Regions from separate parts of the Hordeum vulgare genome. Here region 2 is linked to region 1. Evidence: chromatin contacts called from public Hi-C data. All regions are on one chromosome and are shown on one strand. The core of a region is the stretch at or near the end of the contact, and the rest is flanking DNA. Distances in the headings are between cores, read along the strand shown. Region 1 has its middle 480 kb from the start of LOC123443621. Region 2 holds the start of LOC123443622 (sec-independent protein translocase protein TATC, chloroplastic).

The links. Hi-C and Micro-C count contacts between places; a contact is called where the count stands out from the background.
Region 2: a Hi-C map of seedling shows a contact between it and region 1, with 5 times the contacts expected there. The contact joins the promoter of LOC123443622 here to the enhancer-like site in region 1. A contact is called at or near these places in 2 of 6 Hi-C or Micro-C datasets (leaf and seedling) and 1 of 1 datasets of contacts at active chromatin or transcription factors (embryo).

What each region holds. Positions count from the first base shown.
Region 1 is chr3H:252,454,739-252,461,894 of MorexV3_pseudomolecules_assembly, forward strand. No RefSeq gene overlaps it. Among protein-coding and RNA genes, the nearest start is that of LOC123443621, 480 kb to the left of the region's middle. Within about 2 kb of position 2,918, at least 3 of the 3 cell types and tissues checked have open chromatin away from gene starts, as enhancers often do. A contact at or near this core is called in leaf and seedling, where this site is marked.
Region 2 is chr3H:253,294,536-253,301,691 of MorexV3_pseudomolecules_assembly, forward strand. It overlaps LOC123443622 (sec-independent protein translocase protein TATC, chloroplastic), which reads left to right and starts at 2,820. Exons shown (of 4, transcript XM_045120095.1): 1 at 2,820-3,264. The coding sequence starts at 3,012.

The DNA of each region.
Region 1 (7,156 bases), core at 1,668-4,167:
AGGCAGAGCACTGACAAGAAATCTGATGCGCCCTGCCCCAATGCATCAAACGAAGGAAAGGGTCGGGGAGCGCCACCCAGGAACCAAGTTCCCCGCAACCAGCCCAACAATGGCAAGGGACGTGTGAATCACGTCACCGCTAAGGAACCGAGGAACACCCGGATGTCATACTGGGTACGTTCCTTGTCAACTCAACGCCAGCAACATTTTTTGTTTATTGTGGTGCCTCAGATTCTTTTGTTACCCAAAAGTTTGCACTAGAGAGTGGTATGGAGCCTACACCTATGGGTAGTCATATGATGGTACAAACCCTGGTGTTGTATGAAGGACCAAGATAGGATGTAAAGCGGTGGGGATTAACATCCACGGGGTAGACTTTCTAGGAGACCTTATTATCTCAAAGTCGCAAGGCTTGGATGTGATCCTTAGCATGGATTGGTTGACCACGCATGAAGCCTTGCTAGACTATGCTAATCGGACGGTTACCATGACCAATAGCCAAGTATTTTATGGGGACACCGACTCATAAGTCGTGATCATCGAATGTACATGCACAGTGATCCCAGATATCAGTGCTAGGTCAAGACACAAAAATGGAATAACAAGAGTATTACATCCGTTATGTACCATTTTTCTCGAATATGACCTTCATGGCCAAGTTTTCATATACATTGCAGCGGAAAATATTCACCGATAGAGTGAACCCATGACATTTACCTTAACCTACAGGAATTCTGACTCGGAAGCGTACTAGCCCGCATGAATGTCACCAAGATAACCTTCATCATATCATGTTCAATCATGCCTGGTCAACGAGTTAACCAGTGGCAAGCCAATGAGTACCTTGAATGTACTCGCAAGCAACTCATGTGTGGAACAAGGCAATAACAATGCATGACATAGCACTAAGTAGGTAAGTTTGCAGAAAGCTAATTTTGAGTGCAATGACATGATCAATTTCTTGTGAGGCATGCATCATGAGGTAAACGATATCCATACGAACAGGTTATGGATTTCAATATCAACTAAGGGTTGAACATCCCATATTCACCCATCATGCCAAGTTGTCCGACTTAGCTCAGGTATCATTTTCCTCACATGATCACCTTTCTCAAACGTGCACACTATTTGGTAAACATGGACGTAGCCCAAGAGCGTTCATCCAACTGTCCTTGAACATGGACACGACTATTCGAATAATTTTACACTCTGTAGAGGTTGCACACGTTACCCACAAGACTCAGGAAACTTTCGTGTCAAGACATGAGTAACGGTATTTTTCAATCCCGAGGTAAGTATCCGAGCATCACCTTTCCCATGATGATACTAGCAAAGATACCACTCGTTTGTGACAATCCCTCGTGATGCACATTCATGCGTCATCCACGAGGGCACGCAATGGTGTGCCCGGTGTTTGTGAAAACAACCCATGGTCACCCTTCTCTGGACACGGCCCCGTCTCAAGAGTGACCACGTGATTCCCGCCAATGCGGGCTCTCTACTAGCACCAACCATAGTAATTAACAAAGCCCTGTCACATAAGGGGTATCATTGTTGTACATGTAAGGTTGGAGTAACAGTCGCAACTTAAACCAATCTGATTTCTGAAAAAACTACACACTCGCTAGCCTCGGTACACCACTTCTATCCCAAGTGGCTACTTAGCTCACACCATCTCCCTCGAGCATTAGTGGCACCCGACGGGGTTTTTGTAAACCCTTTGAAATCACTTTCCTTTATCGTCACCATGCATGGTCTCATCCCATTGCGTAGCAACTACTAGCAACCTAACTACTTCCCACCCACACAACCCTCATAGGAAGTTAGGGTCATGCTCAAGTGCAAGTGCCAATGAGGAGTTATCGAAAACAACCAACTTATGGAGTCACTGATTCAAGATGATCTTATGCATTGGAACAAAGTGTTATATATGAGATGCATCAAAATAGTTTCTTACACATGGTCAAAGGGTTGCATGCCTTGCTCAACAATGTGTCTGGGATCTTCACGAGCTTCTAGTCCACTCCGATCACCTCGTCTATCTCGTCAACTATCGCCGGAACACGCACAAGGAGCAACACCACAAGAAGAAAACAAAAGTGCTCTAAAAATAGGAGTTTTATTTTTCTTGGACATCTTTGGTTATAAGAAAAATTATGAATCTTGTTCTAAGAGATTTGGATCACCACAGATTTCCGAACGGTGGAAATGGAGGCATCAGTGGCCCGCAAGAAGTCAATAGAAAATATTATCTTAAAAAATGAGTGGATGCATTTATCTGATAGGGCATGATTTTAGAAAACTTTTTGAATTGGTCTCACTGGATTTGGAGTTGGGATGATTTTCCTACATATTTAATATTTTCGAATAAATGGTGGAAGTTCTATTTATTTGGTCGAACAAAAATAATGTATGAGAAACATGTTCGCCTAGGCTAGAAAAATAGAGCATGATTTTAGAGTCATTTACAAATTGGAATCACTCCATTTGGAGTTGATTTGAGTCCTCTAGGAATTTTGGAAGGTGGAGTTTGAGTAGTTCAAATTCAAATTTGAATTTGAACACTATATATAAGATTTTTGTAAAAATGTGCAATGCTCATATTTTGATAGGTTATAATTTTAGAAATCTATAGGACCTCCAATTATTAAATTTGGAGTCATTATGAATATTTGATGGATATTTGAACCTGTGTGGATAAAAAAAGGAGGGAGAAGGGTTTTATACCACTAGGCTATTTAGCGTCAGGGGCAGGATAAGCAATTGGGCCGACCCAACAGCTTCAATTGCACACATAGGAGGCCATCGAAGGCGCCTTCCAGGAAGAAGCTTTCACCACAAAAATACACAACTCGGTGGGAGGCACGTCCACTTAAAGAGGGGGCCCGGGACTTAGCTACCAACCACCAGGACCCGCTGTCAGATCCACCTCCCACCTCCTGCCAGAGTAGGGGAGAGGCGGGGGAGCTCGACCAAGCACGCGCCGGCACCCGACCTGATGTCTCTAGCCGCCCTTGGCGGCGCTCCGGCCACCGGTAGGCCCGAGGTGGCCTACCACACTCACCTGGGTGGCCGTTGGCCCCGGGGACGGTCGGGGGCGACCTCAGCTTCGGCCATGGCGGAGGATATCGATGGCGGCACTGGGCATGGTGCGAGAGCCATCGAGAGGGGGGAATGGACCACGGGGAGGAGAGTTGGGACTTTGTAGTGGTCCAGCTGAGGGTGAGAGGAGAGGAGGGGCTCGAGGGAGCTCACATTTGAGCGAGGCCGAGGCAGACCATGGCAGCCATCAGAAGGGGGTGCAGAGCCCGGGGCTCCAATGGCTCGGACCAGGGGGGTTCTTGGGAGTAGGAGGAGTGAGAGAGAGTCGAGTGGGGGCTTGGGGCGAGGTAAAATGGAGGGGGCGAGTGAGGGAAGCGCGGGAGATCTGGAGTGCTCTAGGCACGACGAGGACACATAACAGAGGAGCTTTGGAGGCAAGCTGGCGTCGTGGATGGGCGTGGGAGGCCAAGAGGGATTTCCTGGCATACTCGGACATTCTGCCACTGCTGGACATGAGTTAGAGGATGAGGACAAAGTGCAGAGCGCCATTTCTATAGGCTAAAGGTGTGGTGACCATGCCCACTAGTGTCGAGGGCATATTTTGCTCTGCCAAAGCTTGCCTAGAGTGTGAGGCCCATATGGTAAAAGGTGATGGAGGAGTTTGGACCCATATGGGTCTATGTAGGATGGGTTTCATCTGTGGTTAAGTTTACAGCAACAAACTTGGGGCTAGCAAAAAGGGTTTCTACTGGGGGACTTGGGATGACACCATGTCTAGTAGCCTTGGCTATACAATAACTTCAAGACTACGAAGTTTCAGCTTAGGGAGAGGACTGTAGCTAGCACTTGTAGTTCAAGGCAACATTTCTGCCAAAAATCAAGTATTAGAAGGGTTGCTCATATTTTCCACATGAGCATGATATATCTTTGTTGGAAGTGGTGCACTAGCACACTAGAGGTGTTGTGGAAACATTTGGGGGCATTTGCGTGAACATTAATAATGGAAGAGGGGTAAAAGAGGTGCTGCCAAGGTAAAAAGGAGAGGTAAAGAGAGGGAGTTACCCTCTATAATTGATCAAGGGCCATGGCAAAGTTACTAGATGTGGTAGAGGGCTAGCAAAAGCTATGGTAAAATTCTTGGAACAAGGAGAATAACTTAGGGCCACCATTGCTTGTCCTCTAGTTTATGGCAGAAGGTGTTTGACGATGTCTAGGGACACCTAGTGGGATCCAATGCCCATGATATTCAACATAATCCTATGATAATTAAAAATGAGGCTAGACACGAAATTTGATATTTGTTGGAGAAATTTTCCAATGTAGACCTGAAAAACCCTAGAAATGGGCAGAAGTGGCTTTCTGTAGATAAATCCATATAAATTAATTCCCACTGAGTTGAAACTCTTATATATGGAATATATATGTCCACTTAGTTTCCCTAAATTTTCCCAACTATTTTAAAAGAAAGAAAAATATTTTTTCTCCATAAAAGACCATTTGTGGCCTCATAAAAAGGTGATTAAATAAAATAGGAAAGTAAATTTTAAAATAATAATTTTGTGGTTTTGGGAAGTCTTTTTGATAATAGGATTTAAATAAAATATTTGCAGCAAAACATCTTCGCTAATTTGAGGACTTGTAGTACAAACCTCAATTCATGGGTTATTGAAAAGCAAAATTAATTAAATTATTTTTGGTCCAAATATTATTTGGTAAAAATTAGTTTTAGGTCCTACTCACATGGTATGATCATTGGGAAAGGACTTGGGGCCAAGGAGATCAGTCCAGAGAGTATGAGGAAATTTTGTGATATAAAACACTAGCAAACAAGTAAGGAAACAACAATTAGTTCAAACATCATATATCACAGACAAAGTTTTTTTTACCAACCACACAGAAAGTTTTAAAGTGGCTATCTCTAAGGATTGGCACATGAAGAAAGTCATGCTTGTTGAATCCCTTGGCTTTAACCTCATGTCGGTCTTAATGCTTTGTGATCTTGATATGATTGTCATCTTTGGAAAATATAGATGTGTAGTCATCATGGAATCTGACAAATCCAAAGTCTTTGAATGCTTTAGGAGAGGATACTTGTATATTGTTGCCTTCTCTACATCTCCTCGACCAGCCACATGTCTACTAGCAAAAACCTCAGAAGGTTGGCTATGGGATCGGTGACTAGGTCATGCAGGCATGAGGAATCTGCACACACTCGCAAAGAAGGAGCATGTCATTGGCATCGAAACCGTCAAATTCCTCAAGGACCATCTCTGCGGTGATTGTGAGTGTGGAAAAATCACCATATCCAAACACCCCTCGAGGACTATCATGACTACTACTCGTCTGTTTGAATTGCTTCATTTGTATCTATTTGGATCTACTCATTATGCTACTCTAACCAATGCAACATCTCTATATGGCTTTGTCGTCGTTGATGACTATTCTCGTTATACTTGGGTACACTTCATTGCTTACAAAACTGAAGTGCAGGAGGTCTTCAAATGATTTTCCTCAACGGCCTCAACGAACTTCAACGTCAGGATCAAATACATCACGAGTGATAATGGGACATAATTTAAGAATACTGGTCTTGATGATTACCTTGATGAACTTGGTATCACTCACGAATTGTCTTCTCCTTATACTCCTCAACAGAATGGCGTCGTTGAACGCAAGAACGGGACTCTAGTTGAAACGGTGTGGACTATGCTTGAAGAATATCAGACTCCTTGTCGCTTCTGGCATGAGGCAATCAACGTTGCTTGCCACATCATTAATAGGGTATATCTTCACAAATTCCTCAAGAAAACCTCATACGAACTCCTCACTAACAAGGAACCCAATGTAAGTTATTTCTAATTCTTCGGTGCAAGATGCTGGATTAGAGATCCTCACCATAGCGCAAAGTTTGCACCTAAAGCACATGAGGGTTTTATGCTTCGTTACAAAAGGAATCACACACGTACAGAGTTTTCAACACCTATCATAACAAGGATGTTAAAACTGTAGATGTGCGGTTCCATGAAACTAATGGCTCGGAAAGAGACCAACTGCCTCCTCTGCCAGATAAATTGACTCTCGAGGAAGCTATTAGCTCAAGGCTAGTTAAGATATCATTCCTACGGAGTAACAACCCCTTGTTGAAGAACTCGTCCCCAACAATGATGAAATTCAAGCGGGTGCAAGTGAGGAAAATGCTCCAGATCAAATTCCTCAGCCAAACCAAAGTATTCAACCAACACATCCGAGGACTGCAAATGAAGTGGAAATTGACAAAATCCACGATGACATAAATGCGTCAGGTCCTCTCACTCGCTTAAAAGCTTGACATTTAGTTAACTTTTGTGGGCAATCCTCTTTTGTGTCTATCACAGAACCCTCAAAAGTTGTTGAAGCCTTCATGGAACCTAAGTGGATTCAAGCCATGCTAGATGAACTTCTTCAGTTCAAGCTAAATGACATATGGGAGCTCGTCAAAAGACCTTATCCTCACAAGCACAATATCATCAGCACCTAGCACTACTGGAAAATAGTTTTCCCATGTGCCTAGTCTTTGCCGTCCGCTAGCTGATGGCAAAGAGTGTCTTCGCCGTCAGCTTCAACAAAGCAGACGGCAAAGCACTGGCTGATGGCATATAGTGTTTTTGCCATGAGTCACATCTTTGTCGTGAGCTAGCAAACGGCAAAGAGTCACACAACAGACGACAAAGATGTAGATGGGCCCACCTGACCGCGGGGTGGTTAGGTCAAACTAGAGTCCCTTCTTTGCCGTCTACTAGCGGACGACAAAGAGTCCGGAGGCAGACGGTAAAGCGCTAACTCCGTTAACGGCTCCTTCCCCCCCCACCCCGCCCCTCTCTCTCTCTGTAACGACTCAACCCCGCGCGCCCCTCTCTCTCTCTCCCAATCCCCGACGCCCACCGGCCGCCACCACCACCGTCGCGCCGCCACCCCCGTCGCGCCGCCGCCCCTGTCGCCCCCACCGCCGCCCCTCTCGCCCCCGCCGCCACCGTCGTGCCACCACCACCGTCCCACCGCCGCCCCAGCTCGCCCCCGCTGCCGCTGCCCCACCGCCGTCGCACCGCCGCCCCTGGCGCCCCCGGCGCCTCTCCGC
Region 2 (7,156 bases), core at 1,570-4,069, 840 kb after region 1:
CTAGAGGATTCTCACTCTTATATTGCATGGGAACACTGATATTTTTCTCCCCCTAGAGAAGTCATCTCCCCCTAAGACAATAGTCCGGAAGTAATTATCACAGCAACAAAGTCAGAAAAGTCGGAGTCAGCGAGTCATAATGAGTTGGTAGAACCGAGATTGATATTTAAGCCTCTTGGAGAAATCGGTTGGACCGGGTTTCCCAATTCGGTGAAACCGAGTTGCAATGATAGTCAACTCTTTAACAAAAAATAGGCTGATTGGAAGAATTGTTTCAAAAGGTCAAGATTCCAAAAGAATGATAATTCCAACCGAGACAGATATAGTATTGGCTTTCATATGGACTCAAAAGTGATTTCTCATAATATAGAATGGAGAGTCTTCTAGCTTGAAGCTTGAGACAATATTATTCCTTTCTAGCATCCAGGGGCATCTCCACATAAACCTTAAGCCATAGCTCTCCATGGAGCCTAATATATATATAGGTAAAAGCACTAGTCCAAGAGACAATGTATGTTTTCATGAATTATCAAAATCACCAAGGGAGCATATGTGCTTTCACCAAGCCGTTGGGGTGTAGCCCAAGCGAAAGAGCGAACGGACAAAAGCATACACAGCGGCTGAGGACAAGCTCCTTTGTGAGTGTTGGAGGGACATTGGGCAAGACCCCAAGGTCGGCGCCGAACAAAAGGCATCAACCTTTTGGATTCATGTCCATTGTGAGTTTCACGAACACAAGAAGTTTCCGTCATACCAAATGCAAAGCATGCACGGGTGGGTGTCCATTTCGAAGCGATGGAAGGTGATCCAAGAAGAATGCAATAAGTTTTGTTCCACTTACGAGAGCATCGAGACACGCACCGTGAGCGGCATCGGCATGCAAGACATGGTATGCATGCACGCACCCTTCTTTGTTTTCATGTTCATTCGCTAATATGCGTGTGTTTAAATCATTTGCAGGCATTCCAAGCTTTGGAGGCATTCCAAGCTTTGGAGGCATTCAAGCTCCAACACGAAGGCAAGTCCTTCAACCTTTATCATTGTTGGAGGATCATTAAAGATGAAGAGAAGTTCAAGCTCCAATATGCCGCCCTCATAGCGCATGAGGGAAGGAAGTCGTGAAGGAGGTTGGGGAGGGTGAGAAGCCACGACCGTGGGGAAAGACTAACTCCAGAGAAGGAGAACAAGCGGGATGCGGCATCGATCGCCTTGATCGCAACCATGGAGGGCATGATAGCAAGAAGGATTCAAGGGAGGAGCGGCGCCAACAAGACAAGGAAGAGCAAATGAACGCCTTCATGAAGATACAAAGGAGGAGGCTTGAGATGGAGGCGGAGAAGCAAGCCATGATGCTTGAGATGGAGGCGGATAAGCAAGCCAAGATGCTTGAGATCGAGGCCGCCAATGCCAAGACCAAGGCGAAAGAAGTGGCTCTCGCTAGCATGATGACGGGGGTAGAGATCATGAAGGTGGATCTCAACACCGTGTCGCCAAGGAAGAGACCGTGGTTCGAGAAGATGCATGCCGACATGCTCAAGATCGACACGAGTCATCTATGACGTCGAGCGCCATCCTTTTCTGTATGCTGGCAAGTACGCTGGCATGACCATGGTCGAACTCCCGTCCCTTTTTTTGTGCTGGCATGTGTGTCGGCCGTTGGCAAATGCGCCAACATGAACTGTTTTGTGAAGCTGGCCTGGTGCCGACATGAACTCTCGGCGATGGCATGATCGCTGGCTTGATCTACTTTTCAAATGTGTGCGCGGACATGAAATGGGTTGCGGGCTTTGGGCATACCGCCGAACCAAATCTTAAACGCGACGGACGTCGAGCGGGTGCCGACCTAAACGGATAAAAATCGGACACAAGCGTCGTCCATTTGGGTCGGCGCGTTGGAGTTGCTCTTATGTTGTTGTTTCTAAGGTTTTATTTTGGCCTTTTTAAACAAAAGATAATAAACATGAAAATTTACTAGTGCCAGCCGCACCCCCAACAAGCCCCGAGAGCACTTTTTAACCGCCGATGAATAAAAAACCTCCCACTCGCCCTCAACTTCTCAATTTTCATCGGATTTGACCAAAAAATGCGTCGGCATCCCCAAGGCAAACCCCAGGGAGATGGAGGGCACAGGGGGGGGGAGGGGGCTAATTTCGCCGTTTTACAGTGCTAGCCCACCTGCGAGCGCCACTCTCCTCCCTTTCCCTCCCTGGCCCACCCACATGCCCCCTCCATACACATCCATCCTATCTCTCTGTCCCTCCATGCACACACGGACACGGCCATGGCAGCCCACACCTAGCACGCTTGCGCCGCCGCCGCCGCCGCTCGGTGGGAAGGGCGTGGAAGACCTCGAGGCACTTGTCGAGGAAGCGTCACTGGGGCGGAGCTCGCGGTCGGGGCAGAGGGCACCAGGGCGGAGGGCCTCCGACCTGTCGTCCTTGCTTAAGGCGCTCGATCTCTCCGTCCACTCGGAGTGGGCGCTCGTCGTCGAGGCCGCCGCGCTCAAGATGCTCGTCTGTGTGCTCGACCACGAGGGCTGCCACGACGCTATCTCCGACCTGTCGATGAAATGACGCTGCCTTCATGAGCCCCAACACTGTTCTTAGAGACACAACGAGTGAAAAATGTACACTTTAGACTAAAATTTTCACCGGCAATCTCCTAAGCCGCGAAAAAAATAAAATGCCTCCTCGAATATCAAACGGCTGAAGATGCTCCTAGGGCATTGTACGGCCAATCTGTGAGGCGAAGTCTTCAAGCAGGTACGGCACACAACCTGATAAAAGTGTGGCCGGGGCGTGCTGGCGAGGACTTGTGTGGCCGGTAACAGCAGAAGCACATCCAGGCTTCTAAACAAATTCCTAAAAAAAAAGATTCTAAAAAAATGGCAGAAGCATATCCGAGGAGCCAGGGAGGAGAAGAAGAAGGTCTGGAAGCAACACCTACACGGAACTGGCTGTAGCAAGCAGAAAATTATCGGTTTATCACCTATCGAGCTCCCGCGAGAGACCATGGGAAGCGCAGGAGCGCTGCTCTCCCGCCCGCCACCGCAACTCGGCAGTATCCTCCTCCGTCGCCACCACATCTCCCTTCCCCATCTGTCCTCATGCACGCCCGAGCCCCTCCACTGCCGCCGCCGGCACCTTCGCTGTTCCGCCGTTGAGGGGAGCAGCGGCCAGGACACGAATTTGCCAGCGTCTCAAAGAGAAGAGTCTCCATCGAGCAGCCTCGGCGCCACCCTCCAAGATCCACTTGCAGGACGTGGTACGCCTCTAGCCTGTTCCCATGCTTTCTTGGTAGTATATTGTTGAGTTGAGATCTCGGAGGGATCTGGGCTATACTAGTTTAGTTGAACTCGCAAGTCAGGAGTATTAGTGGAACGATTGATTGGGCAATTGGAGGGTTTCAGAGGATCTGCACTTGAATGGCTACTAAATTTTCTGAGGAAGTTCTTTTTTCGAGAAAACGCAGTGAGATTCATGCGTTTCTTTGTATTGAAAAGTGAGATTCATGCGTTTCTTTGTATTGAAAAGGTAGAGTTTATGTTACAATCCTCCTAGGAGGGACAATACTGATGATGATTACACGTAGTTAGTGCACGTCCCAGGTCTGGGGGATGATGACGCGGAGGCCAGCCACTCCCGCCTTGGTCTAGAGGGACGCCTCGTCTTTGATCCTCGCAACCAGGTCGTTGGCCGAGGGTTGGGTGCCCTCGAACACGCAGCTGTTGCGGTGCTTCCAAATCATCCACGGGGTCAGCAGGGCCATGGAGGCGAAGCCTTTGCGCATGGGCGGAATACTCTGCTTGGCGCTATGCCACCAGGCAAGAAGGGAAGACTCGTGGCTGGGGTGTGTGCACGGCAAGCGAAGCCAGGTGATGACATCTTTCCGTACCTGCCTGGAGAAGGGGCAGTGGAGGTGCAAGTGGTCCATCGTCTCGGGGTCCTGGCAGCACAAGAGGCAAGGGTCGTGGTGCTGCAGCCCTCGTCGAGCCTAGCGATCTGAGTTCCAGCATCGGTCCTGGTCAGCAAGCCAATGGAAGAAGCGCACCCCGGGTGGTGCCCAACTCTTCCATATGAGCTTCGAGGAGGCGCTGGGGATGGATCCCTGGAAGGTAGCCTTGTAGTAAGACTTGGTAGTGTATGATCCATTCATGGTCCACTTCCAGGTGAGCTGGTCGGGCGTGTTGATCAGGATGGTGTGCTCGATGGTGTTCCAGAGGCGGATGTACTGACCAATCTCGTGGACGCCGAGAGTGCCCTCGATGTCGCTAGCCCAAGCATTGGCATTGAGCCCCTCCGCGACGGTCCGCACCTTCCTCTTGCGTGTGGGGATGCAGGCGTGGAGCTGCGGCGCTATCTCGCCGACGGATCGGCCGTCAATCCAGCGGTCATCCCAGAAAAGGGCCGAGAGGCCGTTTCCCAGGGTCATTGTGGTGCAGGTGAAGAACAGGGTGCGCTCATCCGCCGAGAACTGTAGGTCGAGCCCGCTCCACGCTCTGTCATGGTCGGTGCGGCTGAGCCATAGCCATCGCAGACAAAGTGCCAGCCCGGCGCGCTCGAGGTCTGGGATGCCAAGGCCTCCGAGCTCGATAGGACGGCAGGTCCGACGCCAGTTTACATGGCAGTTTCCCCCATTGGCAGCCTCGCGGCCAGCCCACAAGAAGCCGCGCTCAATCTTCTCAAGTTGCTTGATGGTTTTCTTGGGCGGCGCAAAGACGAGCAGTTGGTGAATGGGAACTGCGTAGAGGACTGATTTCACCGTCGCGAGGCGCCTAGCCTTGTTCATGAGCCAAGCCTTCCAAGACGGAAGTTGGCCCCGCACCTTGCACCTTGTCCACCAGGGGCTGCAGCTGCGCCGCCGTCGGTCGTCGGATCGTGAGTGGGATTCCCAGGTAGGTAACTGGGAGCTCGGCGATGGGACAACCGAGTAGTTGTATTGCAGCGGTTGCCGCGTCCTCGTCGCAGCGAATGAGGGTCGCCGTGCTCTTGGCGAAATTGACGTGGAGTCCGGAGGCGCGGCCGAAGAGGTGCAAGATTCCTTTGACAGTGGTGATCTCGGCCGGTGAAGGGTGGCAGAACAGCACGACGTCGTTTGCGTACAGCGAGATTGCTGGCACCGTGCGCCGCGGGTGGAGCTGCTGCATGATTCCCAGCGAGGTGGCCCGATTGACGCTGCGGGGACAACGGGTCGCCCTGCCGGAAGCCACGACGATGCCAAATGGGGGGGCCCGGGTCGCCATTGAGCAGCACCCTAGTGCTTGTTGAAGATAGCAGGATGGCCATCCATGCTCGGAAGCGAACGCCAAAGCCGTAGCGCTGCAGCACCTCGAAGACAAAAGGCCAGGAGATCGAGTCAAATGCCTTCGCCAGGTCCAGTTTGAGGAGGGCTTGTGGGGCTTTGAGCTGGTGGAGCAGCCGCGCAGATTGTTTGACGAGGACAAAGTTATCATGCAGGCTGCGCTCGGGGATGAATGCATTCTGGTTCGGGCTGACGAGGCGATCCAGCTGTGGGCCTAGGCGGAGTGAGAGCACTCTAGCGAACACCTTGGCGACGAGATGGATAAGGCTGGTCGGCCTGTAGTCCCCGAAGGTGGCGGCGTCGGCGCGCTTGGGGAGCAAGGCGAGCAGCGCCTGGTTGAGGCGAGCGAAACCCCGGCCGCGCATGTCATAGAGCTGCTGGAAGACATCCACTAGGTCTTGCTGCACTGTGTGCCAACAAGCGCGCATGAATTCTGCAATGATTTCGTCGCGGCCCGGTGCCTTGTGCGTGGGCAGGCGCTGGACAGCGTGCCAGATTTCATCGGCATCGAACGGCTCCTCGAGGTCGAGGAGGTCGTCGGCGGGCTCGATGAGCTCGTCAAGGTGAAGCGAGCACTCGCGGTCGACGGCAGTGCCAAGCAGGCCATCAAAGTGCAGGAAGGACGCGTCCACCATGTCGTTGTGGCTAGTGATCGCGTGACCATCCACGCTGATCGTGTGGATCATGTTCTTCTTCTTGCGGTAGGTGCTCTGGCGGTGGAAGGAGGTGTTGGCGTCTCCATCCTTCAGCGAGGTGATCCGTGCCCGCTGGCGGGCAATGGTGCGCTCAAGCGAGGCTAGCCCGAGGTAGGATATCTTCAGTTGGGAGCGCAACCAACACTAGTCGGTGGTGAGGGCCCGGTCCTCTTGCGCCTTGTCGAATTTGGGGATCAGCTCCCGTGCAATCGTGAGCTTGAGGCTGACGCCTCCGACCGAGCGAGCGCTCCAGCTAGTCAGCACTCTAGCTGTGGCCTGGAGGCGCAGCACCATGCACTTGAAGGGATCGGCGTGAGTGATGGAGTTCCAAGCCATGGAGACCACTTCCTGGAAGCCATCAAGGCGGAGCCAGAACTGCTCGAAGTGGAAGCGGCGGTGAGCGCGAGGCAGGGGCAGCAGTCCAGTAGCAGGGGCTATGGTCGGAGACGACGGACGCGAGGCAGCGGAGGTGGCACTCCCCATGTAGCTCTTCCTAGTCCGAGGTGCAGATGACGCAACCGAGGCGCACGAGCGTTGGCGGCGATTGCTCGTTCGACCAAGTGTAACGGCGGCCGTTAAGGTACACCTCTTTGAGCGCGAGGTCGTCGATCAGGCGACGAAACTTGCCCATCATGCGGCGGTTTAGGTTGCGGTTGTTCTTGTCCTCCACGCGATAGATAAGGTTGAAGTCCCCGCACAGCATCCAAGGCCCAGGGCAGCCGGCGCGCACGTCACGCAGCTCTTGCAGGAAGGCGATCTTCGCCACATCGGCCTGGGGTCCGTATACGACGGTAAGCCACCAGTGTGCGGCGCCGGGTGGCTGAGAGCGTGTTTGTAGTGAATGTCTGGTCGGAGAGGGTGATGGACCGGCTCTTCCAAGCCAAGAGTATGCCCCCGCGAGTGCCGGGGCCGGCAAATAGACGTATTCGTCAAACTCGGAACCAAGCGTCTCAAGGACGGTCGACGAGCAGATCAACTCCATTTTAGTTTCCTGAATGCATACAATGGAGGCCTCGGTGGTACATATCAGCGAGCGAATGGCCGTACAGCGAGCGCGCGCGTTCAGGCCGCGGGCGTTCCAGATGACAATCTTGAGGTCGTAATTCATGGGAACACGATCAACAAGGGCGCTGCACTAAGCGGTTAGGCCGCAATGGGGC